Linked DNA regions of Sus scrofa: all the other regions are linked to region 4. The links are chromatin contacts, called in public Hi-C and HiChIP or PLAC-seq maps. All regions are on one chromosome and are shown on one strand. The core of a region is the stretch at or near the end of the contact, and the rest is flanking DNA. Distances in the headings are between cores, read along the strand shown. Region 1 has its middle 88 kb from the start of TOMM20. Region 2 has its middle 180 kb from the start of IRF2BP2. Region 3 has its middle 220 kb from the start of IRF2BP2. Region 4 has its middle 21 kb from the start of TARBP1. Region 5 has its middle 190 kb from the start of TOMM20.

Region 1 (5,227 bases), core at 896-3,395, 450 kb after region 4:
TCAGACTTTGCAGGCAAGTGTTTAAAAATCATAGAGAGGGGAAAAATAGAGATGAATTCAAGACAGATATGAATAGGAGCAGATATTAATAGGAGTCTTTTTTCCATCCTGTAAATCAAATTCCATTGCAAACAGTGCCATAAAAAATTGTCTGCAGGAGTTCCTGTTGTGGCTCTGAGAGTTAAGAAACCAACGAGTATCCATGAGGAAGTGGGTTGGATCCCTGGCCTCACTCAGTGGGTTAAGGATCCAGCATTGCCATGACCTGTGGTGTAGGCAAGAAACATGTTTTTGTTTGGGTTTTTTTTTTTTTTTTTTTTTTTATCTTTTTAGGGCCGAACCCACAGTATATGGAGATTCACAGGTTAAGGGTCTAATTGGAGCTACAGCTGCCAGCCTGCACCCCAGCCACAGCAACACAGGATCTGCGCTGCACCTGCATCCTACACCTCATGGTTCCTAGTTGGATGCATTTCCTCTGAGCCACGACACAGATTTATTAGGATAGGACGCTTGTGATAGATGCAAGTGGGCAGGCAAGGAAGCTCTGTCAGAGGATCTGGTGGGCCACAGTTTTATCATCCAAGAGATGTGGGAGTTAGAAAGGCCTGACTTCTTCCTTTCTTTTCTTTTGTCTTTTTGCCTTTTCTGGGGCTGCTCCTGTGGCATATGGAGGTTCCCAGGCTAGAGGTGTAATCGGAGCTGTAGCCTCCGGCCTACACCACAGCCACAGCAACGCAGGATCTGAGCCACATCTGCGACCTACACCACAGCTCACAGAGACGCCGGATCCTTAACCCACTGAGCAAGGGCAGGGCTCGAATCCGCAACCTCATGTTTCCTAGTCGGATTCGTTAACCACTGAGCCATGACGGGAACTCCCCTTTCTAGGAGTAGTAGCTCCTCCTTTGTATTCAGTAAGGTGTGTATTCAAATCAGCTGAAAGGCAGTCTTCAAACTCTTGCCTTTGGTCTGAATCTCAGTGCCGGCCTCATCCCATCCCCCATGCAAGGACCTGAGGCAATTCTCCTCTTGCACCTCCACTAGTTAAGCAAGCCTGTCTTATTCTGAAGACTTTCTTGAACTTATAGTGGTCTCCCAACATCCCCCAGGTTTCCCTCATTATCTATGATCCTGTATTGGGACTTCTACAACCACCTATGCCTACTCTAGCCCTATCAGGACTGGGGACCCCCAAGCAAGGGTGGGAGGAGGTGTCCTCACTCCTGTTCTTGGGGGTCAGACAGGCACCCTGGAGACCCACCCCAAGCCAGGGACAGATGGGAGTGGACGCCACCATCGCCATCATCATTATCCCATTTTTTACTGGTAAGTCGTTAAGGTTCAAAGAACTTAAAGGATTGCCAGGATCTCACAGCTGGTGAGGGAAAACACCACTTACGCTGACTCTAGGGCCCTGATTATTTTATTGTACCATTGTCCTGCTCCAAGGATAAATAGCCCCAACCACTGCGTCCACTCGTCCCATGAGGGAGGCCCTGTGTACTTACACCCCATGCCCCACTGCCCCGGCCCCTCAGATCTGCCCGGGGGACCTGCCTTGGAACAGGTCAGCTTGCTCCCCACATCGCTCCAGCAGAACAAGCAGCATCCCTTTGAATGCCCTTGGCCTCTTCTCAACACTGTTTCCTCTGTCCCTGTCCCAGGCCCGCTTTATAAGGTGAGAGACCTCTTTTGCATAATGCAGCCCTTTTAATACTAAAAAAAAAAAAAAAAAAAAAAAAAAAAAAAAATCAACCCTTTACTTGGAAAGGGTCCCAAACAGACACAGCTTATACAGAGTTCCCCGGAAGCCGGGAGTGTTTCCGCTCAGCCCCAGCTGCAGTCACCCGAGGACGTGCTTTGGCCGAGAGGGGCTATTTTGTGACCAGAGAGAAGAGGCCTCTTCTGTCCGATGCCTGGGAAAGTAGCAGCTGGGCTGTGCTCCTCTGTCCAGGAAACCAGCGAACAACTCAGAGAAAATTCCTGAGAAAAGCCGCAAAGATGATTAATGAGCTAGAAAAGAGAGCGATGGCCTTGGGGGGGCACCCCAAGGGGGCAGAGCTGGATGCATCCTGGGCATGTGACAGGGAGCGGGGTCCCCAAAGAGAAAGGAATATTCAGCTGGGCTGCAGGGAGTGATGGGAATGAGATGGAGAGAAGAGGAAGATGTCAGCGGAATATCAGGGACAAATGCCTCACGCAGGGCACGCGGTGGGGAGGGAAAGTGATTACTTTGGCTGCATCGGGGAAGGTCAGGAAGGAAAGTCAGTCAGGCTGGCAAAGCCACACAGAGCTGGTGAGCCCAGGGCCCCTAAGAGGTACAGCAGGGTATGGCAGCCCCCATGGGGAATCCTTCGAAGCTCTGGGCAGAAAGGCTGGTCAGGAGGCCCCACAGCAGCTCCCACACCACCCGTCCCCGGACATGCCTGGAGCCAGCTTCCCTCCAAGGCCCAGTGCTCCTGCAGCCCCCACCCTAAGTGTCATTGCTATTTCAGGGCTCACCGCCCTCCCCAGCCAGGAGACCAGAAAAGTCTCCTTTCTTGGGTTGCTGAAGTCACTGGAACCCATTAGTGACTAGTGAAGTTTCAGCCTTCATCGTGCTGCGTGACCCCCAAACAAGTGAGGAGGTTTGTTCTGAATCTCCTTAGAGGAAGAAGGCAGAGATGCAAACACAGCCTTTGCGCCTATTGTCCCAGGGTTCGCACCAGCCCTGGCCTCTGTTCTTCTGTGGAAACGGCCAAGGCCAGAGGGCTCTTTGGGGCCTTGCAGCAAAAGGGCAGGAGGGGTGGCCCAGAGGCTGCAGCCACAGAGGGAGGCTGCTGTTAAATCAGGCAGACTGACTTGTGGCCACCCGCTGGATCCGGGTGCAGGGTCAAATTTGCAGAAGCCTCTGACCCCAGACACCCTGCTCTCTCCTCCGCAACCATTCTCTGGAATTACCTGCCCTGGACAGAACCCCAGCTCTGGCCCTCTCATTCCCCACTGCACCCTCTTTCCCTCTGTGCCACTCTCTCCCCTCTCTCTTCCCCTCCCCTTCCCCCTCCCCCCCCTCCCACTTCCTCTCCCCTCCTCCTTTTTCCTCCTCCCCCACCCTTCTCCATCACTTCCCCTCCCCTCTGCCACCCCATTCCCCTCTCCTTCTCCCTCACTTCTGAAAGCCAGTAGGCAACAGCAGGAAGGGATTTTTATTTCTACCCACACCAAACTTTCACACTTAACAGTATCCTTACATCAAGAAATCCTTCCTGGAACTCCCATCGGAAACCTTAGTGCTGGCCTCTCAGGGATTCTGTTGCCATCCCTCTGTCCCTCTGGGGAGATGTGCTTGGTCCCAGTGATGATGCCCAAAGCTTCGGGACCCCCTCACACCACCGCCTCCACCTGGCTCTTTAGAAGCCACTTCAGGAGTTCCTGTTGTGGCTCAGCGGAAACGAATACGACCCTTATCCATGAGGATGTGGGTTCAACCCCTGTCCTCTCTCAGTGGGTTAAGGATCTGGCATTGCTATGAGCTGTGGTGTAGGTCGCTGTGGTGTAGGACAGCGGCTACAGCTCCATTTCAACCCTTAGCCCGGGAACTTCTGTATGCCACAGGTGCAGCTGTAAAAAGAAAAAAAGAAATAAAAATGGAAATAAATACAAATACTGGACCCATGGCCAGCCCAGCCCACCCCTCCTGCCTTCTCCTCAGCCTCCTCCCTGCAAACCATACCCCTCCCGAATTGCCCTCCAGCCCCACCTGTCCTTCTCCATCAGGGCTCCACTGACCTCCCCCTGCTGAGAGAAGGGGCCAGACACCTTTGCATTCTCGCCATGTCCTGGACTGGCCATGGCCATAGCCCATGTCACAGTGGGTCATGTCACCAGCTTACATGCCTGTCTTCCCCACGAGGTCTTGGGGTTAAGACCAAGTACTTAGCACATAGTTGGTGCTCAATACATATCTATAAGGAAAAACAAGCTTTTGGGGAGATCAAAGAAATCATTTTGTATAATGCCCATTGATTATTTTATATGAATTGCAGGAAAATGAATCCACTAATGACTAACTTGAATTTCAAAATACATTTTTTCAGGGGAGATCTATTTGTTATAACCAACTCCAAAAAAGGGCTATTCCAAAGTCTATTTGATTGCAGCCCTGATATACTATTCCTCTAATTTCTTATTCAACTGATACAGCTTAAAAATAATACTAATGGGGAGTTCCTGTCGTGGCTCAGAGGAAACATATCCGACTAGTATCCATGAAGACGCGGATTCCATCCCTGGCCTCACTCAGTGGGATAAAGATCCAGCGTTGCTGTGAGCTGTGGTGTAGGTCGCAGATATGGCTCGGATTCCACGTTGCTGTGGCTCTGGCTTAGGCCGGTGGCTACAGCTCTGATTAGACCCCTAGCCTGGGAACTTCTGTATGCTACAGGTGTGGCCCTAAAAAGCAAACATACATACATACATATATACATAAATAATCATTTGTGATGGGTGTACTAAAAATTAAATTGATCACATTAGATTTTACCCTATTTTGTTACTAATATTCTCAGCAATTATTTTAAAAGGAAATAGTAAGCATGTGACAAACATCATATGATATTACTCATCTGTAGAATCTTTTAAAAAATGATACAAATGAACTTCTTTACAAAACAGAAACAGACTCACAGATTTCAAAAACCAACCAGGGAGTTCCCGTTGTGGCACTGTGGAAAATGAACCCGGCTAGTATCCATGAGGATGCAAGTTCAATCCCTGGCCTTGCTCATTGCGGTGAGCTGTGGTATAGGTCGAAGCTGCTGCTCGCAGCAGTGGCTGTGGCTGGCAGCTATAGCTCCAATTCGACCCCTAGCCCAGGAACTTCCATATGCTGCTAATGCAGCCCTAAAAAGCAAATTAAAAAAAAAAAAAAAAAAAAAAAAACCAACCAATGGTGACTAAAGGGGAAAGATAAAGGGAGGGATAAACTAGGAGTTTGGGATGAACAGATACACACCACTATGTATAAAATAATCAACAAAGACCTACTATATAGTACAGGGAACGCCACTTAATATTCCGTAATAACCTATCTGGAAAAAAAATGGATATATGTATATGTATAACTGATTGACTTTGCTATACACTTGAAACTAATGCAACTTGGTAAATCAACCATATTCAAATATAAAATAAAAATTAAAGGATTTCCCACTGTGGCACAGAGGGTTAAGGATCTGCATTTTTC
Region 2 (5,197 bases), core at 2,295-4,794, 280 kb after region 4:
GGCGTCTCTCTGTTCAGCTAATCTCCCATCACACCCCTGGTGCCTGGTAAAGGTAAGTCATTATGACTAAGTATATAAAGCAGGAGGGTCTCTGCACACCTGTAATTATTACCTGGCAAGTCTCTGCGGAACCTGGGAGTTTCCCAGAGGGCCGATGGGGCCATTTCTGCAGAGGCTAAGTCAGGCTGGGGCCTTCCAGGCAACATCTGGCAGGAGGAACCAGAAATCAGACTTAAAGAACTGAATGCCTGTTTTGTGGTATCAGTGGAAGACTGGGGTCAAAGTTCCCAGGCCCCTAAGCTGTGATGAACCTGGTTGAGATGCTCCCATGCACCTGTAAGTGTCTCAGCGTAAACAAAGCAGAATTCTCTTCCAGCTTCACGGTCCCGGAGAAACATAATGGGAGCCACAGTGGTCATTTTTCATTTCCAGTAGCCACGTTTAAAAAAAGAAACAGGAGGGAGTTGCCATTGTGGCTCAGCAGGTTAAGAACTGAACTAGTATCCCTCAGGATGCAGGCTTGTTCCCTGGCCTCGCTCAGTAAGTCAAGGATCCGGCATTGCCACAAGCTGCAACATAGGTCACAGATGTGGCTCAGATCTGGCGTTGCTGTGGCTGTGGCAGAGGCCAGCAGCTGCAGCTCCGATTCTACCCCTAGCCTGGCAATGTCATATGCCACAGGGGCGACCCTGAAAAGAAAAGAAAAAAAAAAGGAAGAAACAGGTAAAATTCATCTTGATAATAGAAATTGGTGGATCAAAAGTATGTCTTCATCATTAAATATAAAAATTTCATAAAAATAAAAAATTATTAGTGAGAACTCCTTTTTTCACACTAAGTCTCAAAACTATGGCATATCTGAATACGGACCAGCCATGTCTCAAGTTCCCATGTACCATATGAGACAGGACAGTCTCAGAAGGTGCTATTTCCCCTCTCAACATTTTGACTCCCCATAAACATTTCATGTAAAATAAATGAAATTGTGATGTGTGATTTTTACTTGATTTTAAATGCTCACACTCTCAATAAAATAAGAATTTCTAAAAATGCCTTTCAAAGAGTACCCGGCAGGTCTAAAGGCCAGCCTTAGTTGGCCTTTCCTTCATGTGCTGATAACTGACACCAAAGCATTGTGACTTAGACTGATCAGTTTCTGCCCCTCACAATGGAAAAATAAAAAAAAAACAGATTTTGAGTTTGGCTCAGCCGGTTAAGAACTTGATACAGTGTCCATAATGATGCAGGTTCAATCCCTGGCCTCAGTCAGTGCGTTAAGGATCCGGTGTTGCCATGGGTTGTGGTGATGGTTGCAGATGCGGTTTGGATCTGGCATTGCTGTGGCTCTGGCGTAGGCCGGCAGCTACAGCTCCGATTAGACCCCTAGCCTGGGAACCTCCATATGCCGAGGGTGTGACCCTAAAAAAATAAAAGAAAAAAGAAAACTGGATTCTTGCCTGCTCCTCCCTTCAGGGCAGCTCACCAACCTCAGGCTGAGCACACACACGTTCACATGCTGTCTGCCAGGGACACTGGGCACAGAGACCAGAGGAGAGCAGGGCTCAGGGACAGCCGAGCAGGCTGAGAACACCCATGAGGCAAGGATGGCTGTGTAGCCAGGGGCCTTCCTGTGGGGATGCCGCCAGGATAGGAGGTCCCAGGCCTGGATCCAGGACTGTGGCTAGAAGTTCTGAGGGCAGGAAGGGAGCTGTAGGTACAGAGCCTGCAACCACCCGCTGTCAGGGACCCCCAGAATATTAGGAAGCACGGAAGGAACCGTCCCCAGTGGAACAGGCAAGAGCGTAGCAGTCCAACCCCAATACAATGCGAACTAATGTGCTGCATCTTTCAGTAGCCGCATTAAAGGAAGTGGACAGAAAGGTAACATTCTTCTTAATAGCATATTTTACTTAATCCACTCTTCCTTAAATATGAGCATTTCAACATGTGTGATACTTCCCGTTCTTTTTTTTTAACAAAGTCCTCGAAATCCAGTGTGACTTACCCCCACCCAGCATGTCTCAGTTTGAAGCAGTCCCATTTTCACCACTCCTGAGCCACATGCCCGGGTGGCTACCATATATGGCTGCACAAATCTAGGGGTGGGTGTGTGTGTAGAAGGAATCGTAACTTCTGCTCTGACTCTCTGAGTCCAAAAGACAAGTCAGACCTGCTTAAAGGGGGAGGGCGGGGGATGAAGAGGGAGAGAGGGTCATCCAGCATCTTGGTGAGGCCAGCGCGGCATGCCAGGCACTAAGTGCATGAAGGAGAGGCACCAGCTCCTCTCCCGCATCCCCAAGGGTGTCTGCGCAAACAGTGTCAAGACGACACAGAGCACCGAGGAAGGTTTGCTAAATGTTGCCAAGCACCTGGACACCAGATCACAAGGGCGACCCAGAAAACAGGCAAGTGCACCTGTGGTGGAGCGCTTGGCATCGAGCCCGGGACGGAGGTCACCCCAGGTCACGGCTGGAGGCGGGGAGCCAGGCAGCAAGGCTGCCTAATGTGGAAATGTTTGGATCGGAGCAGGGCAGGCGCTGCGGGCAGCGGGGAGGAGGCCAGGGCGGCGGGGTCCAGAGCGCAGCGCTGACAGTAACCAGGCGCGCAGAGGACCATGTGGTCCACAGCGCCAGCGCTGGCCAAAACCCGGGCTGCCTCTTTCCTAATAAGTCTGGCAGCGCCTGCGTCCTCTCAGCAGACCAGACTCTCCCTTGCTGCCGGGTCTTATTTAAGAAGAAGGAGCGGGGTGCCACCAGGGAGAAAAGCAAGCCAAACCCAGCAAGGATGGAGGGGAGCCCTCCTTTCTCCCGGCCTCCCCACTCCACAGCAGATCAGCTTTGCAAATGAACGAAGGGGTTGCTTTCTCCACGAGGACTGACTCTCTAGCCCTGGGGCACACATCGCATCCCAGATGGTGAGCCACAGGTCTCCAGCCCTTCCCTCTGGGGTGAGGAGGGGGCCCCCTAAAGCATCCCGCCCCATCCCTTCCCCTCCTCCTCCAGCTCCTTCCAGGAAAGAAAGGCACCGCCCACCTAACTTCAGAAGAAGGTTCCCCCCTTCCAGCCTCTGGGTCTGGCTGGGGCTGCACACTTGCTAGTTGTCTGCCGGCCCCACACAAGGGAGGGCAGGATTACAACACGTGTGTGTTTGGGTCAGGAGCACTTTTGAACTATGGCTCCGAGAAAGAACAGCCTGTACAGCCATTGAGTCTCCCAGCAACAAAGAATGTACAACAGAGAATGATTAGCCCTCACTGGCAAAACAATTTTTTTTTTTTTTAAAAAAGAGGTGCCGCTTGGTCTCTTTATAGGGTCCTGGAGTTAGGGTGTCTGGACTGAAGAGTGCTCTCCCTGCCTGGCTGGGAGAACCAGCGTCACTCGCTCCTCAGGGGTTTATGACCTTGGCTTACTAATAAGCCCTTGTAACACGATTACAGTCGGGGTTTTGCAAGCTTCGGGACCCAGGTGTGGTTGAAGGTCAGCTGCCTCGGGACAGGGGGCTCTCCTGCCGTTGGGAAAAGGTTACAAAGAATGATTTTCCTGCTCGAGGGCTTGTAGATGATTAACAGGTTTCTTTCTGTTAACCAGAGAGTTAATCGTTAGTCAAAGCACACTTTGATAATGGGGGCGGAGGGGAGAAAATGAATACGTCAACCATTAATCGAGGGACATGCCATAAAAGTTAGGATGGAAAACACACCGTTTGGGAGAGGAATTCATGCACTGGCCTGCTGGAGAAGAAGGAGGTAAAGGATCAAGTGAGGCCATGAAGTTCATGCATACTTAGAGCAGGGAGTTTTTTTTTTTTTTAAATCCTTTTCCTTGTTACATTGCTTGGAGGAAGCAGGGTAGGGATAACGAAATAACAAACACGGGAACATTACAAATAAAGCCAGTTTTATTGGCTTTTTGCTCCAGCCTCCCACAGTTGAGCCTGTCCTCTGTATGATTCTTTCCTTGGGCATTTTGCGGGGAGGAGAGGAGCCCAGGGACTCACGATCAGAAAAGCCAAGGGGGTCCAAGGAACTCAGGCTGAGAGGCATGAGGCCACACCAGCCCCTCCCCCGGGGTCACCCTGGCCAGTGCCCCCGTCCCTGACCCCAGTCGTCCTGCTGGGGCCCAGGGTGGCCTTGCTGGGCAGAGAGGTTGCCTGTTCGCTGCCCTGGAAAAAAGCAGCATTAGCCTCAGTTTCTTATGGCCTGATTGTGACACCAGGTCCTGGTGCCCAGGAGAGCTTTCCCCCAAGGCCCAGCCCAGGAAACAAGAGGATGCAGGGGGCAAAATTCCTGTTTTGCGCAGACAACTCCCAGATACACCACCTCCACCACTAGAAACATTTCTGGGTGCAGGACACAAGCATGTGTATTTTTTTTTTTTTCTTTTTGCTTCTCAGGACCACACCCTTGGCATATAGAGGTTCCCAGGCTCTCCCAGGCTAGGGTCGAATCAGAACTACAACTGCCGGCCTACGCCACAGCCATAGCAATGCAGAATCTGAGCTGCATCTGCAACCTACACCACAACTCCTGGCAACGCTGGATCCTTAAACAGGAATCGAACCCACAACCTCATGGTTCCTAGTCAGATTTGTTAACCACTGAGCCACAGTGGGAACTCCAACATGTGTATTTTTTTTTTTTTAAGGCTAATTCTCTCGAGTAGCCAGGGATGAATTGCCGCCACCAAGAAAACTAGCTGGGGAAACGTGAGCTGGGGGGCAGAACGCTCTGGGAAAGGTGCGCTCAGACTTGGTGGCCCAAGAGGATGACGGCAAAGATGAAGAGTGTGCGATAAACATGGATGGTCAAGAGGTTATGGACAACGTTGGAGCAATGCTGTGGGGGCCACACTAGAGAGACCCTCCTGCTCCCTGACACTTAGAAAGACCCAGGAGACAGTATAGATGCCTTTGGACCTGTTGTGGTCTGTGCACACGGGTCACAAAATAATTTCTGGACTCGTATCGGGGTGAAAAGAAAGAAGAGTTTATTGAGCATGGCGAGGGGAGAGAAAGTAGAGTTTATTGAGATAAGAGATGCTGCAAGCAAAGCAGGCTGACTTGCTGATGATCGGGGAGAACCAATCCTTGAACGTGTGGTCATGTCTGTTTTAATAGCCCAGGGAGAGGAGATGTCTCAGGATATATCTGCTGACCTGCTGATTGGTTGGGGAAAGAGGGGAGTCTTAGGATACGCTTG
Region 3 (5,166 bases), core at 1,448-3,947, 320 kb after region 4:
ATGTCAACTTTTTAAACCAAGTAATCTGATTCTAAAGTTCAGATGTCAAATGAAGCAAGCAAGAATACCTAGAAAAAGAAAAAGAGAAGCAAGGACCGTGGGGGAAAACAAGAAGAAATGGGTGAGAGGAGGCAGCTAAGCTACATAGCAAAGCATATCAGGAAGTCTTGGTAATGACAACGTAGTGCTGGCTGAGGGACCGGCAGCGCAACCAGTGGGATAAGCTAGAAAATACAGAAATAGACCCAATTCTAATCAGAAATGGAATAAATTACAAAGGTGATGTATCTATTCATTGGGGAATGGGTCAGTAAATATCAGAACATTGCAAAAGAGTAAGTTTGATTTGTATTTCATCACAGCGTCAACTCCTCATGGATCAAAGATAGAAATATTTAAAAAATGAAACCATAAAAGTAGTAGAAGAAAATTTACTCTTGGAGTATGGAAAGCCTTTCTTTTTCCCAGAATTCATACTGCCAAAAAGAGATTACTGTATTCTATCACCTAAAAAATTTATTTTCACTTAGACACACACACACACCCCATAGGCAAAATCAAAAGACAGTTGTGGGGTAAATAGCTGCAACTCCTATCACAGAGAGCCAGTCTTCCCTTAACATAGAAAGAGCTCTCAGGAGTTCCTACAGTGGCTCAGGGGTTAACGAACCTCACTAGTAACCATGAGGTTGCAGGTTTGATCCCTGGCTTCGCTCAGTGGGTTAAGGATCCAGCTTGCCATGAACTATGGTGTAGGTTGCAGACGTGCCTCGGGTCCCATGTTGCTGTGGCTGCGGCATAGGTCCAATTGGACCCCTAGCCTGGGAACCCCCATGTGCCGAGGGTGCGGCCCTAAAAAGACAAAAGACAAAAATAAATAAATAAACTAATAGAAAAAGCTCTCAGATATCACTAAGGAAAAAGGATCAAGCCAATAATACAATTTTTGTTCCTATGGGCAAAGGATATGCAGAAGCAAGACATAAAAAGGGAAATGCAAATGGCGCTGTAAAGAACTGAATGACAGGACCTGCTATATAGCAAAGGAACTCGACCTAATATTCTCTAATAATCTATGTGGGAAAAGACTCTGAAAGAGAGTGGATGTGGGTATGTGTACAACTAAATCATTTTGTTGTACAGCAGAAATGATCACAAGCTTGTACATCAACTACACCTCAATAAAACTTTAAAAAAATGAAAAAACAAACCAAAAAATTTTTAAAGACTGTATCTTCTACAATTTGCTTAATTAATGAAACTCAACATGGATAAAATAAACTACATGGATTTTTGGGGGTTTTTAAAAAAGAGAACTGAATGAGGCTCATTCTCACTTTGAAATAAGAGACATGCAAGTTAAAACTGCAATGAAATGCCTACGTGGCAAGGCTGTGGAGAAGGAGGGTCTTTAATTGACTGCTAGCGGTTGTGTATGTTGCATCATCCCATTGAGGATAACTGGAAAACCTTATAAATATTATAAACACACTTACCATTTGACCCAGCAATCATCCTTGCCAGGATTTCTCCTACAGATGTACCAGACTTAACAGGAAGTGTTCTGGGTGGCACTGTTTGTAGCAGGAAAAGATTCAAAGCAACCTTAGGGTCCATGGATAGGAGACTAGTTAAAGAAATTTATGGTATGTCCATAAGTAGGATACTATAAAGCTGTAAAAATGAGTAAAGACACATTTTACGCCCCAATTTGAAAGATCTCCAAGATATACAACTAGGTAAGAAAAGCAAAGTCCAAAACAGTTTGTATAGAATGCTAACTTTTGTCAGCCTTGCCAACAATGATCCTATTTCATGGTCATTTCAATTTGCATTTCTCCTAACAGAAGTGAGATTGAGGGAGACTTCGTTGTGGCACAGTGGTTAATGAATCCGACTAGGAACCATGAGGTTGCGGGTTTGATCCTTGGCCTTGCTCAGTGCATTACGGATCTGGTGTGGCCGTGAGCTGTGGTGTAGGTCATCCACTCGGCTGGGATCCCGTGTTGCTGTGGTTGTGATGTAGGCTGGCGGCTATAGCTCTGATTAGCCTAGGAACCTCCATATGCCGTGGGTGCAGCCCTCAAAAAAAAGACAAGGACAAAAAAAAGTGAGATTGAACATCCATTCTTTTATGAACCATGTGCATTTTATTTTCTGTGGAAGAAAAAGGAAAAAATATTTTTTTAATATATAAATACACACATCTGCTCATGTTTGTTAAAGAGGCTCAAGAAACCAATATAAGGGTTCACTTGGGTTGGGATTGATGGGAGCAAGGGTAGAAGCCAGACTTTTTTTTATAGGTTTTGTTTATGAACTAAGAAAATGAATCATCTGTCCCCAAACAAAAGTAAACTACATTCAGCTTTCCCCACCAATGCCTCAGGCTCCTGTGGAACCTATTGTTTTTTGCCCTTGCCAAGTATTTTTCAAAGGCAATATTTGACTTTGGAGGGATGAGACAAGGTCAAGTATGAACAGTGGAGGAGGCTGGATGGACTCTCCTGTCTCTTTGTAAACTGAAGTCAGCAGAAGAGCTGCTATTTTTTCAACAAGAGCAGCCCGTGCCTGCTGTGGCGCTGACATGGCCACTGAATCAGAGCATTGAGACTCGGCTTCGAGACCAGGCAGTTCCTGCAAGCAGCTGAAGGAGAAGGCTCCCAAGCACAGAATGTTCCCTGTCTAGCCTTCAAGGCCACAGCTGGGCCCAGACCCAGCCCGACTTACATCATATCATGATGACATGTGCGACTGCGCTCATGTTTGATTTGGTTATTGGCACTTCTCTCGGAGCGCCTGTCACCCCATTTACAGCATCCTCCCAGCCCAAGGGGCACCCCACCACAGCTCTGCTTTCCCTTCCCTGGCAGAAGAGCCAGTACGGGCCAGGGCTCTGAGATGACACATCTGACACACGTGGAAAGAAAAAAGCCAACTGGAGTCTCTGAAGCCTCCTGTCCCCGTGGGCTGAGCACTCGCAGCTTCTTCTCCCTTTGATGCATCTGATTTTATGAACTCAGAGCACAACATGTTGGAAGCTAGCGGAGCAGCTGCCCCAGAAAAGAAGGTGCTTTTTCTGCTCCAGTGGACTTTAAGGAAAAGACTGAGCAGGGTGGGGTCCCAGGAGGGGACAGATGTCAGTCTTTCCACCGAGAGTCCAGTTCCCACCAGCCTGAACTCTGTCCATATAAACCCGCTGATCTGGTTTAGGGAGGCTCCTGTTCCTGAGCTGGGGAAGGTGCAGCTGTTCTGTTACTGATGGATGTTGGAACAGACTTATCTTCTGCCTGGGGCTGCCAGGACCCAGTGATGCACTGGCCAGAAGCAGGGGGCACCGAGGAGTTCTGGAGGCAGGGGCCACAGTCAACTTCCATTGGCCTGGGTGCCAAGCCGAGCCCTGGCCCTCTGGCCCCCTCCCTGACCCTGCTGCCCGAGACCAAGTCCAGGATCCCTCTGGGTCCAGAACCACAGCCAGTTTCTACCAGGCCACTCTCCCCCCTCCCCCTAATTAAAAACTGCAGAAGGAAGGATGCATCAGGCCTGGTTCATGAGCTCCAGTGACTGAGCAAAGGATGTTGGGTGCCCTGGAGCAAAGACTTGTCCACTCCTCAGAGGGGCGTGTTTTTTTGTTTTTTGTTTGTTTTTCTGTTTTGTTTGCTTTTTAGGGCCACACCTGCAGCATATGGAGATTCCCAGATTAGGGGTCAAACTGGAGCTGCAGCTGCCAGACTACACCACAGCCACAGCAATGCAGGATCCTAGCCACGTCTGTGACCTACACCACATCTTAGGGCAACACCGGATCCTTAATGCACTGAGCGAGGCCAGGGATCGACTTCATAGATACTAGTCAGGTGTGCTACTGCTGAGCCACAATGGGAATTCCCATGGTGTTTTTTTTTTCTACTCCCCGCAAAAGTGATCTGGGTACAAAGCACCCCATTAGTCAAGGCCAGTACGCCATTGCTGTCCAGAAAGGCCAGACCACATACCAGAGGTCGAAGGAAAGCCAGCCAAGGACAGAGCCTTCCTCCACCCAGCCCAGGCAGGGCAATAGCAGAATGGCAGCCTCCAAAGGACTTCTCCAAGCCTGGACCAGGGACCAAAGAGCTGCACCTCTCCAGGGGAGCTCCTCGACTCCCACCCCCACCTCTACCTGGCCCCCAGGACAAGCAGTTCATCTCTGCCCCAGGCACCAGGATGGGCCTTGAGCCACAGTGACATCCTTCTTCATAACTAGACATCCCTCCCACTACTGCAGACCCTCCACCCCTAGGGGGTCTGGATCCCTCTGGCACAAGAAGGATCACTGCAGATTTGTAGACGTCTGATGAGCCTGTGAGCCCCGTCCTTCAGAGCAATAGTCCAAAAGCTCCTCCAGCCTGTCCTCCTTTGTCATGATGTAAAACCTTCCACCAGGAGTTCCCGCTGTGGCTCAGCAGCTTCAGAACAGGACCTAGTTTCCATGAGGATGCAGGTTCAATCCCTGGCCTCACCAGTGGGGTTAAGGATCTGGTGTTACCACGAGCTTCGGCATAAGTGGCAGACGAGGCTTGGATCTGGCGTTGCTGTGGCTGTGGTATAGACCAGCAGCTGCAGCTCCGATTCAACCCCTAGCCTGGGAACTTTCATATGCCGAAGGCGTGGCCCTGAAAAGATAAAGAAAAAAAGAAAGAAAGAATGAAAGAAAGAAAGAAAGAAAGAAAGAAAGAAAGAAAGAAAGAAAGAAAGAAAGGAAGGAAGGAAGGAAGGAAGGAAGGAAGGAAGGAAGGAAGGAAGGAAAGAAAGAAAGAAAGAAAGAAAGAAAGAAAGAAAGAAAGAAAGCCCTCCATGCACTTTGTCACTCCCATGTTCCCACCCGGGTTTGCCTGGATCCCTCTGAAAGAGTGAGCCCCGACGTGTGACCCCCTCCCCGGGCTTCTCAGAACAGAGCAGAAGACAAGGAACCATGGCCTCTCAGTCATTCATTTACTCAACCCCTATCCTTCCAAATGCTAGGTCACGGGGCTCTTCCCTTAGTGTAGTCGGCAATGGTTGGGCCAGGGGTGGCAGGGTGGGGGAGTCTTATCAGAAGGAAGTTCCAGAGTTACAGTTGGCATTTGCTTCAATAAAACCCATGTGGCCTCTAGAACTCTCTACTCCCTCTTCCCTATGGAATTGTTT
Region 4 (5,439 bases), core at 2,325-4,824:
CTCTGATTCGACCCCTAGCCTGGGAATTTCCATGTACGGCATGTGTGGCTGTAAAAAGCCAAAAAAAAAAAAAAAAAAAAAAAAACACAAAAAAAAAAAAAAAAAAAAGACAATAGAAACATCAGTATATCAGTGTTTCATTTACTTCTTCTTTTTTGTGGGACCCATTGCCAAGAGTGAGATGCCAAGTTGTCTGTAGTTGGCTGCTCTCTGAAGTGCTGAGAAACATCCAGATGTACAGGACACCCACCAGCTACAGGCTTAGCTGGGAATGTGACATAAATTTATCTTTCCATTTTTTTAATTTTGAAAGTTGTCGAGCCTATAGAAAAGTTGAATGAATACTATACCATTCAAGGACATCTTATGACTTTCACCTAGATTCTCTGATTGTTAATGTTTTACTATATATACTTTCTCTCTCTATGTATATGTGTGTGTGTGTGTGTGTGTGTAATATCTGTGAGAATGTACACACACATGTCAAACATGTGAAAGTCAAGTGTAGACCTCATAACCCCCCACCCTAAATGCTTCAGTATGTATCTTTTAAGAACAAAAACATTGTCCTTTATAATCCCAATGCTATGATCCCACCCAATAATAAGAACATTGATATGTTAAAGGAAAATTTTCACAAAGGTAAAAGGATTACGCTTATCCAAATACAAAATGAACGTATGCTTAAGATTTCACTTAAGTCATGCTCAGCAAGGGAGCGGTTAAGCGGTCACAACCTGTTCAAAAGGGAATCCAGAGAAGATCTGTAGATGAGCAAGGCTGAAAGGAATGAGCAAATGGAGGCAAAGCTGGCATCTTCACATTTCTGGGCAAGGATTATTTCCCCTTGCTCTCCATTATCTCCATTATCAATGGCTGTGAAATAACTCAGAAGCAATGAAAACCACAGAGCCCCTATCTCGTCAGAATTAGATGACCCTGAGGGTTGTGCTCCAGACCAAAGTGGGCCAACTTTTTCTCTCAAGGGCCAAACAGTAAATATTTTAGGTTGCAAGCCACGTGGCCTTTGTTACAACTCCTCAGCTCTACTGTTGAACAAGAAAGTAACCCTAGAGAATGAATGAGGGTGGCTTTGTGCTAATAAAACTTTATTTATAAAGCCAAGTGGCGGGCCTGTTCTAAAGAAAGCAGTTTCCCCCTGAAGCACAAATTTCTCTAACAGATTTACAAATAAGATACTCTTATGAGTTGAATTGTTTCTCCTCAAGATTCCCATGTCAGAATGGGACTGTATTTGGAGATGGAGTTTTTAAAGAGCAGATTAAAATGAGGTCATTAGGATGGACCTTCGTCCAATACAATGGTGGCCCCATAAGAAAAGGAGATTTGGGAGTTCCCATGGTGGCTCAGTGGTAACGAATCTGGCTAGTATCTGTGAGGATGCAGGTTGGATCCCTGGCCTCTCTCAGTGGGTTATGGATTCATTCAGCATTGTTGTGAGCTGTGGTGTAGGTTGCGGACTCGGCTTGGATCCTGCGTTGCTATGGCTGTGGTGTAGCCTGCAGCTTCAGCTCCAATTTGACCCTTAGCTTGGGAACCTCCGTATGCCCTAAAAAGCCAAAAATAAAATAAATAAAAAATTTTAAAAAAAGAAAGAAACGGGGATTTGAACACAGACACACAAAGAGGAAGGACCACGTGAACATATAGGGAGAAGAGAAGCCAGGGAGAGGAGCCTCCGAAGAAATTGTGAGAAAATACATCCTGGCTGTTTATGTCACCGGTGTGTGATGCTTTGTTATGGCAGCCAAAACACAATCACCACAAATGTCTTTCACTTTTGAAAAGATGGCTATTTAATCATGGGTCAAGGGAGTACGATAGATCAATATCTCACTAAAGTCACTTTGTCAAGTGTGCTTACTTCAAGAAGCACTTGAAAGTGGGGGTGGAGGAAAGGTTTCGACGTTGAACGACTTTGGAAACTATAACAAACCCTCGTTCCTTCTTAATACCCTCTATAATCTCGGTATGTCAAAGCGCTTGAGAGGTCCCACAGTAACACCTGTCTTAACTGGCTGGGTGTGACTCGGTTTCGAAAACTTGGAGGGACTTTTTTTTTTTTTTTAAGATAGAATTCTGAATAGGTAAGTCAGTATTCTTGGAATATGCTTTGGGAACACTCGTGTGAGCCGAAAATGAAGCAGCTGTTCTGAGAATGTGCAGATGCCATGAAGCAACCTTGAAAGAGCGTAGGATTCAGAAGGCTGGAGAAGAGAACCTAAGAGGTTTCCAGGCTCTCATGCCCAAACCTGTGCCATCATGACCTGGACAGGAGGACATAGGAGGCTGGTTGGGGCTGGAGCTAAGGGCTCCTGGTGCTGTCCCAGAGGACCATCATTACCTCCGAGGAGAGCCCGAGTCCTCGAATTTCCTATTGCAGAATAAGGAGCGGAATTTAGAAAAGCTGGCTCTTGGTGTCTTCCTTTCAGACCCCCCGGTGATCAGTCCCCTCCTCAGCAGAACAGAAAGCTCACAATAGAATGTAAAATGGTGCAGCCACTATGGAAAACCGTGTGGAGGTTCCCAAAAAACTAAACATAGAGTCGCTGTATGATCCAGTAATCCCACTCCTGGGCATCTATCTGGACAAAACTATGATTTGAAAAGATAATGCACCCCTATATTCATAGCAGCGCTATTCTCAGTAGCCAAGACTTGGAAGCAACCTAAATGTCCATCAGCAGAGGACACATATCTACAATGGAATATGACTCAGCCATAAAAAAGAAGGAAAGAATGCCTTTTGTAGCAACATGGATGGATATAAAGATTATCATACTTTGTGAAGTTAGACAGTGAAAAAACAAATATCATATAATATAACTTTTATGTGGAATATAAAATATCACACAAATGAATTTATCTATGAAACAGAAACCGACCCACAGACATAGAGAATCAACTTGTGGTTGCCAAGGGGAAGGAGGGCTGAGGGAGGGATGGAGTAGGAGAGTGGGGTTAGCAGATGCAAACTATTCTAGATAGAATGGATAAACAAGGTCCTGCTGTACAGCGTGGGGAACTAGGTTCAATATCCTGTGATCAAACACAATGAAAAAGAATATATATGTATAACTGAATCACTGTGCTGAACAGCAGAAATTAACACAACATTGTGAATCATCTACACTCCAATAAAATAAATTAAGCAATGAGATCCTGCTGTATAGCATAGGGAACTATACATAGTCACTTATGATGGAACATCATGGAGGATAATATGAGAAAAAGAATATATATATATGGATGACTGGATCTCTTTGTTGTACAATAGAAATGGACAGAACACTGTAAACCAATCATAATGGAAAAAATAAAAATCATTAAAAAGTAAATAAAAAGATTAAAAAAAAAAAAAAAAAAAAAGCAGCTCCAGAATACTAGCCTATTAAATTCTGCAAATCAATGGAGTCAAAGGCCGGAGAGAGCGCGCAATATCAGCTTCAGGCCACCAGATGGCGCGCGGCATCCACAGTGCTTCTGCGCCGGCCTCTGGTTGGTCCCCGCGCTGGCCCAGGGCCCAGAGAAAACGTGTTGTGCGGCTCCTCTTAGGGGAGCGCCCTGTACGGGTTTTTTTCCCCTTACACTTTAGAAAACCTGTGTATAGAAGAGCATGTGAAACACCACACTGCACAGCTGTGCTCTTCCTGTGCTGTCCTTCCAGGGGACACGTCAGCAGCATTTTCCCCTTGTCTGGAGAGTTTCAAAGCCCAGTTTCTTCTTGCATTTTTGTTCTCCCTGGATCTTGAAGTCTGTAGGACTTAGCTTCCATTTTGAAACCCACAATCCTGCTGAAATAGAATCGCTTGGAAAAAAATATCCCAAGGATTGTTTATTAGGTCAGGCAACCACATTTCTGGCACGGAAAGGAACTCTGCAGACACTTTGTTACTCTGGTATTCTGACAGCTAACACAGTGGGGTGTAAAATTTTTACGTAATCCCAAACCTCAGCCCTGAAGAGTTAATGATGTTACTCATGCCACTGGGGCATGAAAGAAAGACTCGCATTTTTGGGCGGTTACTGCTTGCCCAGCGTGGTGCAGTGAGCCATGAGGCTGAAGGCCAAGGGACTCTGGCCACCCAGGCAGTGAAATAATTCCCCAGAAATGCACTGCCTGGAGTGGAAATGCTAGGAAAGGGAACATTCATTCCAGGGCATTATGGACGGTCATTCAGTCTGAAGTTTGCTCGCCTCTCAACATGGCCAATCTCACACTTGGGACATATTACATAGATACCAGGAAATGATGGAAATCAAGCAGTGGTCAAGGCTGGGTTGTAAGCAGTGAACTCTTTCCTTCTTTTCAGTTCCAATAAGATGAATAATGAATAACCTAGTTTTTGAATGGAAAGCACATTTCAATAGATGGGTGATGCTTTCAGAAAGGCCTTTGAGAGTTTCCGTTTATTTCCTTCTTTCTTTCTCTTTCAGAAGTAGGGCCCTGGAGTGGAAGACAGAAGCGATATTCCAATAGTTGAGGGCCTACATTTTTTACCCATTCAGAGACTTGTGTGAATAAAGAAAAGCAGACTCTAATATCTACCTTGGCACCTACTATTTGCTAGGCCTTCTGTTGTATGTTTTAAAAGTACTTTATTATTTCATCTTCCTGACAATTTAGTGGTTGGCACTGGCCCAGGTTTTCAGATGAGAAACCTCAGTTCAGAGAGGTTAAGGAGCTTGCCTGAAGTCACACAGCCAGTAAATGTGAGAACTAGGAGACAGACCCAGTTATGCCTGACTTCAAAGCCTGGTTTGTTCTCTTTCACCAAGGCATGTCATGGACTCACAGAACCTTCGAGACGAGAGGGATTTGGGAATTTATTTATTTATTTATTTATTTATTTATTTATTTTTGGCCGCCACCCCCCCCCCCCCCCCCGCATGTGAAAGCTCCCTGGCCAGGGATTGAACCCACATCACAGCAGCAACCCAAGCAGCTGCAGTGACAATGCCAGGTCCTTAACCCACTGAGCCATAGAGGAACTCCTAGGAGGTCATTTAGATAAACCGTCTAAATAAGGCAGGAATTCCTTTTCCAGCATTCTCCATAAGTTGTAAGTCTATGTGTGTCTGAAATCAAAAGCTGAAGCCTAGAGAGAAATAAGAGCAAGACTTCAGAAGACAGATGGAGGGCCTAGATAAATATCCTAGATTTTGTTTCAATTTTATTTAAAAATTCAACAACACACACACACACAAGATGGCTGTAGTAGTCTCAGGTGTGAGTGCTATAATTAAAAGAGATTCAGAGGAATTCAAAACACCTTCCCATACCAGAAATGTACATTCTGGTAAAAAGCCCCCTCTCAGTGCTGGGGAAAGTGAACCACAGGGAGGGAGGGTAGGTGACGGGCCTCAGGCCACACAACAAGTCGGTGGCCAGGCTAGAAATAGCCCTGAACGCTGTGT
Region 5 (5,838 bases), core at 388-2,887, 340 kb after region 4:
CACTTTCCCCAGTCATTTTTGTCATCTGTCACAGAGAAATGATAATATGCATCAGAGATGAGTCACAGGCAGGGGGTTGAGGAGTTCGACACACCCGGGCTCACCTCTGGGTCCCCCCTTCCAGAGTGGGTGGGCAGGAGGCTCACCCCAAGGCTCGTGGCTTGCTTTTCACTTGGAAAGTGCTTTATGATTTCTAATCACTTTCGCATATGTTTTTTTCATTGGAGTCTCACAAACTGGGGGCAGGTGTTATTAACCCCATTATTGGTGGGAAAAACGAGACATGAAATGACCTCAGCAGGGCACAGGGTGAGTCAGCTTCAAGGCTGGGTGTGCAGGTCCGTGACACGACATCGAGAGCTCAAAATAGGCCAGTTGCATGTTGCCCGGTTTTAGAAGAAAACTGATGATAGAGAAGAATACTCCTTCCTGGAAGAGGAATTCTTCAATTTCTCTTAAATGCCTCCAGATTCCTCCTAGCTTCCTATTTCCCTGGTTCACTAAAATCTATCTGCTGGCCACACCTACCGCTCTGATTCTGAGAAACCTCGAGAAGCTTCTCCACAGTGAAAAGATTGCTTTTCCCCAACACAGCGAAAACCCTGGAAATGGTGCAGGCAGCACTTCAGGAAGACACAGTGACAGACCCTGGAAACATTTGACTCCCATCGAAGGAAGCAATTGCAGATTCAGGATACACACCAGACTCTTCCACAGCTGCATCAACAAGCACCATCGGGGAAAAAGTCAAAACAGCCCAGAAGGCTCTGGCTGCGGATCCCAGGTACCTACATCAGCCAAGCCCTGGAAGGAAGCCACTTCCAATGTTCGTGTTAAAACAATGCTGCAATATTTTTTGGTTTCCACTGAATAATAGCTGTCAACAACTCAGGAAGGCTGTGGTTTGTTCCAGGTCTTTCTTCTTTGCAAATGTTCTTTTCTAAACATGATATTGCTCTTTTCAGCAAGGCCAAAATAAAGGCACGCACAATTACTCCAAAGGGGTAAATATTTCCGCGTTATGTTCAAGCCTTTGTTCTGTTTCTACATCTGAGAGGTCAAAGGTCCTGTATGGAGCAGACACAGTCCTTAAGTGCATGGTGGAAGGAGGGGCTTATAGGCTTCTATGATCTTCTAGAAGCCTCCATGGGTCTTTACAAAAGTCTTGGGTGGAGTTCCCATTGTGGCTCAGGGGTAATGAACCCAACTAGTATCCATGAGGCCTCCAGGTGATCCCTGGCCTCACTCAGTGGGTTAAGGATCCGGCGTTGTCGTGAGCTGTGGTGTAGGTCGCAGACATGGCTCGGATCCCATGTTGCTGTGGCTCTGGTGTAGGCCGGTGGCTACAGCTCCGATTCCACCCCCAGCCTGGGAACCTCCATATGCTGCAGGTACAGCCCTAAAAAGACAAGAAAAATAAATAAATCAAAGGTTTGACAAGTTTATTGGGCTGTTCTGTTAATATTTAAGAGTCGCCCATTCCATTCTTTTTGCCTAATTCCCATCTCCGCGTTCAAAGCGCCTGATTTGCTGAGGGCCCTCAGGAATTACAAACAGCCCCCCTCGGCCAGGCCTGGGTCTGAGCCGTCAGCCTCGGCAGAGTCGCTCTGCACCAACGCCTTTCTGTTGCAGAGCCCGTGAAACTCTCTGGACATTGTCTCTCACGTCCTTTCATCTGGACAACACGCTCCACCCCAAAGTGACCTGACCTATGAGATCACAGTAAAAAGTCAAGAAGTAGTTCTTAGAACTCTTTGCTCAGCGGGCCAAAGCTCCCAGCGGTGTCAGTCAGTGATCCAGACAAACATGTCACAGAGGAAACGGCGGCCAGGCTCGGCGCCTTGAGTCAGCTCCTCGGCTGGCTGACAGGCTGGACGATGGTTCAAGGGTCCAGCTGTGGGCACATGTCCCTCACCTGGGGTCCAGAAGGACTGCCGTATGGAAATCACCATGGGGTATGTTGTGAGATACGGTGAAACCAGAAACCCAAACATTGCTGGAAGGATTTCTCCTTTCTAGTCGTGAAAACTTTTCATCTTTCATCCATTAACATTTTGGAACACTTACGTCAAAGTTCTTTTTCCATGAATGAGATATATTATCTTTCCAATGCTTTGCCCAGAGGCAAACCCCAAAATAACAACTTCAGCTCAGGGACCATGTGCCAGACATGGTGGATCTCTTGTCATCTCCCCAATAGCTCTGCAAGGACTCTTATCGCCACTGAAGATAAAAGGGAACTGAGGCTCAGGGAGGTTCCCTAAGTCACAGAGCTAATGAGTGGCAGAGCCAAAAGCAAAGCCAGATTGGCCTCACTCTGAAATCACGGTACCTTCAAAAAGAGAGGTGAAATGTCAAAGACTCACACTGATGCCAAGTTCATTTAAAACGCCAAGTACCTGGATATTTGCAAAATTCTGGGCAGTTGTTTGAAGTGTTTTGCTCTCAGAACAGAGGCCATTCCAGTCTCTAAACACTTCATGCTTCTTGTGGAGTGACTGGCACCCAGTAGGCCCTCAGGAAGGGCAGCTGCTCATAGACCTCAAAGTCAAGTGCCATGTGTTGCCTGGATGCGCCCTCCTTCAATAATTCTGTGAGCAGGCTGACAACAAACCACATGAAAGCAAGCTCACATTCTTTGGAAGACGGCTGGTCAGAACACGGCAACACCAAGGCATCAGGTTTCCCCACCATCACAGCCTCCATATGGTACTCAGAACGCTGTCTGGGCTCAGGCGCAGTGCTGGCCTGGCTGCCCTGGTGGCACGGTACGCGGAATTCATTCCTGGAGCATATCTGGTCATCAGGGAGCCCCTCTTCACCAGGCTCTGGCTGGATCTTCCACAAGATCCAAGATGAGAGAAGCTTTACTTGGCCTGGCAGGGAATAGAAAGGCTCAGGGTCCGTCTGCACTCTTCCGATGCCCAGGGAATGGAGAACAGCCCTCCTTGGGGTGGGAGGCGTGTGTGTGTGTGTGTGTGTGTGTGTGTGTGTGTGGTGTGTGTGTGTGTTTTGGGGATGAAAAGCAAGGCCCAGAAGCTTGATCTGTGGATCAAAGACCCTCATCTACACGAGGAGGAGGATGGCACTCCCCTGGCCCTTTCTCGCATCCCAACTCACAGGTGTCAGCCAAGCCTCGACGGTCCTTGAGAGTAATCTCTCCCAAATCACAAGCAAGCGTATCAAACAGGCCAAAGAAATGACCTTGAAACACAAGCGGTTCTGAAAGATACTCTAATTCAGAGGATCTCCAGCTCTACTGTGCATCAGAATTCCCTCGGGGAAGTGGGGGGCAGGGGGCTTGTGAGAACAGATCATGAGCCCCACCCCACCCCTGACCCCTCAACTGCAGGGCCTGAGAATGTGCATCTCTGACAAATTCCAGGTGATTTTGTTTTTGTCTTTTGTTTGTTTGTTTTTTGTTTTTTGAGGGCTGCACCTGTGGCATATGGAGGTTCCCAGGCTAGGGGTGGAATCAGAGCTGTAGCCGCTGGCCTATACCACAGCCACAGCAACGCGGGATCTGAGCCACGTCTGTGACCTACAGCACAGCTCACGGCAACGCCGGATCCTTAACCCACTGAGCAAGGCCGGGGATCGAACCTGCAACCTCATGGTTCCTAGTCAGATTCGTTAACCACTGCGCCACGACGGGAACTCTAGTTCCAGGTGATGTTGATGCTACTGGTCCAGAGGCCAGAGTTTGAGAACCATTGTTCAAATTATTTAAGGAAAACAATATAAGGGCATGAGAACACTGCTCTGAATAAGAAGGATATTATTATCAAATTCCTCGCCTGTGTCAAACCCTTCACTGCCTTTGATATTTACAACACATCCTGCCAAGGAAGAATGAAGATCCCTGCTTTACAGACTAGGAAGCTCAGACACACCTACCACTGCACAGCTAGTAACTGGCGGAGCTGAGATTTTTAGCTAAGATCGGGGAGACAGGAAGTTCTCCTTCCCACCTCCTTTTCCATCTCCTCTGGGGACCCCGAGCAGGCACAGGGTTTGGGGGCGGGGCTGGAGGAAGATGCACGCAAAGCAGGGGCATCAGGCAAGCTGTGTACCGACAAAGCCAAATGTGTGCAGACGGACAGAAAGTTCAGCTCTGCTGCCCATGGATGAGCCGGCCCCCTGGGAGCATCTGAGGTCACAGGCACTCCAGGTCTCCAAGCACTGACAGAGGCCACGGACTCTGAGCTGGCCTGGCAGAGAGAGAATCAGGTGACAAGTGGACTCTTGAGTCAACCCTGTCCACAAAGAGAGACAGTGTTGTCCACATAAATTACACTGCAGCTCAGGATCCTCCCCTCCTGCTGTGGGAAACTTGGGTCTGTGCAGACAAGCATGCACTTGAAAGGTGGAGGGATGGTGTTGCCCGGGGGCATTTGCCAACTCAAAGGAGGACCAGGAGGGACAGGAACCAGCATTTACTCAGCTCCTACTATGAGCACATTATTTTTTTTTCCTTTTAGGGCCATACCTGCAGTACACGGAAGTTTCCAGGCCAAGGGTCCAATGGGAGCTGCAGCTGCCAGCCTATGCCACAGCCCCAGCAACGTCGGATGCGAGCTGCACCTGTGACCTGCACCGCAGCTCGCAGCAATGCTGGATCCTTAACCCGCTGAGCGAAGTCAGGGATGGAACCTGCAACCTCACGGACACTATGTCAGGTCCTTAACCCACTGGGCCACAACGGGAACTCCCTAGACTACTTCTTATACCAGCTGACCATTTTAGGGATAAGGAAAGAGAGGTTCAGAAGATTAAGCAATCTGCCCCAGGCTGCACAGCAAGCAAAAAACAGGGACATGGGACTTCAACTCAGGTCTCTCAAAAGACCAAGATTGTACTCACTCTCTGACTGACTGTATAGAATCTCATGCCCAGAGTAGATCCTAAAACCCTCTCATCCAGCATCCTCACTAGACACTTGAATTCAATACATTAGACCTCGACCATGTCTCAGCTGGGAATAACCAGCCTGAATGTGAAATTCCATTCTTTGAGGATTTCCAGGAGAGTCCTTTATGGGGTCTCTGGCTTGAAGTTTTACCTTTGCCTCCTTCCTTTAAGCATTCGCTCTTAACGTGCAAGAATCTTTTAACCCCCAACCCCTTCCTGCTCATGGGGAGTTTAGCAAGAGCGGAGCTACTGCGGAATCCATGGGATTTTGAGGTGGGTATAACCAGGCCACAGGCCAAAGGTGTCCACATAAACACACACACATGCCTCCTCCTCTCCTGCTTCCCAGGCTTGGCCTGCACCACACTGTAACCTGAACTAGAACTTTAGCTGAACGGAACTTATAACAGGAGAGAGCCCCCCCCTCCCGAGTCGCCCAGATGGTGATTCAGGCAGAGCAGTGATGCTCATTGACACCACTCCCCTCCATCAAGAGGACGGTGCCTTGGGCTGCCGGGACCCTGTTGGACACCCACCCGCTCAGGAACATGGGCCTCCCTCATCCCTGGGCTCCAGGTCAGCCTATGCTACACAGCCACAGTCACATCCTTTCACAGCTGGGTCTCAAAGCTGCCTCCCAGGATTTGTAGCATCCTAAGACCCTTAGTTAGAGAAGACTTTGGTTATAAATTGGGCTTGGCCTGAGGGCTTTCACCAGTCCCTGGAGGAATAATCTAGCCAGGCTGCAAAGTCCGAGTATTTTTCTTTTTTAGGGTGCAAAGAGACTCTCCTTACATTCTGAAACAGCCCGTCGGTGCAGAACATAAGACACGTCACGTTTCCCTGAAATGACTTTCTGGTCTGCGTTTCTGCCAGACTAAACACCCAGCCACCAGCAGGTGGATGTGGAAGAAACGCTGACACTCA

The links. Hi-C and Micro-C count contacts between places; a contact is called where the count stands out from the background. HiChIP or PLAC-seq counts read pairs in DNA pulled down with a chosen protein or histone mark.
Region 1: a contact with region 4 is called in an H3K27ac HiChIP or PLAC-seq map of skeletal muscle. The contact joins two enhancer-like sites. A contact is called at or near these places in 1 of 47 Hi-C or Micro-C datasets (embryonic fibroblasts) and 1 of 2 datasets of contacts at active chromatin or transcription factors (skeletal muscle).
Region 2: a contact with region 4 is called in an H3K27ac HiChIP or PLAC-seq map of skeletal muscle. The contact joins two enhancer-like sites. A contact is called at or near these places in 11 of 47 Hi-C or Micro-C datasets (alveolar macrophages, embryonic fibroblasts, fetal heart ventricle and 6 more) and 1 of 2 datasets of contacts at active chromatin or transcription factors (skeletal muscle).
Region 3: a contact with region 4 is called in a Hi-C map of skeletal muscle, with 5 times the contacts expected there. The contact joins two enhancer-like sites. A contact is called at or near these places in 4 of 47 Hi-C or Micro-C datasets (alveolar macrophages, embryonic fibroblasts, retroperitoneal adipose tissue and 1 more) and 2 of 2 datasets of contacts at active chromatin or transcription factors (alveolar macrophages and skeletal muscle).
Region 5: an H3K27ac HiChIP or PLAC-seq map of skeletal muscle shows a contact between it and region 4, with 6 times the contacts expected there. The contact joins two enhancer-like sites. A contact is called at or near these places in 2 of 47 Hi-C or Micro-C datasets (alveolar macrophages and embryonic fibroblasts) and 2 of 2 datasets of contacts at active chromatin or transcription factors (alveolar macrophages and skeletal muscle).

The regions. Positions count from the first base shown.
Region 1 is chr14:56,197,974-56,203,200 of Sscrofa11.1, reverse strand. No RefSeq gene overlaps it. Among named protein-coding and RNA genes, the nearest start is that of TOMM20, 88 kb to the right of the region's middle. Within about 2 kb of position 2,145, at least 11 of the 83 cell types and tissues checked have an H3K27ac peak or open chromatin away from gene starts, as enhancers often do. A contact at or near this core is called in skeletal muscle, where this site is marked.
Region 2 is chr14:56,362,653-56,367,849 of Sscrofa11.1, reverse strand. No RefSeq gene overlaps it. Among named protein-coding and RNA genes, the nearest start is that of IRF2BP2, 180 kb to the left of the region's middle. Within about 2 kb of position 3,544, at least 60 of the 83 cell types and tissues checked have an H3K27ac peak or open chromatin away from gene starts, as enhancers often do. A contact at or near this core is called in alveolar macrophages, fetal liver, liver and 3 more, where this site is marked.
Region 3 is chr14:56,326,997-56,332,162 of Sscrofa11.1, reverse strand. No RefSeq gene overlaps it. Among named protein-coding and RNA genes, the nearest start is that of IRF2BP2, 220 kb to the left of the region's middle. Within about 2 kb of position 2,697, at least 10 of the 83 cell types and tissues checked have an H3K27ac peak or open chromatin away from gene starts, as enhancers often do. A contact at or near this core is called in skeletal muscle, where this site is marked.
Region 4 is chr14:56,645,361-56,650,799 of Sscrofa11.1, reverse strand. No RefSeq gene overlaps it. Among named protein-coding and RNA genes, the nearest start is that of TARBP1, 21 kb to the left of the region's middle. Within about 2 kb of position 3,574, at least 49 of the 83 cell types and tissues checked have an H3K27ac peak or open chromatin away from gene starts, as enhancers often do. A contact at or near this core is called in alveolar macrophages, fetal liver, liver and 3 more, where this site is marked.
Region 5 is chr14:56,303,375-56,309,212 of Sscrofa11.1, reverse strand. No RefSeq gene overlaps it. Among named protein-coding and RNA genes, the nearest start is that of TOMM20, 190 kb to the right of the region's middle. Within about 2 kb of position 1,637, at least 22 of the 83 cell types and tissues checked have an H3K27ac peak or open chromatin away from gene starts, as enhancers often do. A contact at or near this core is called in alveolar macrophages and skeletal muscle, where this site is marked.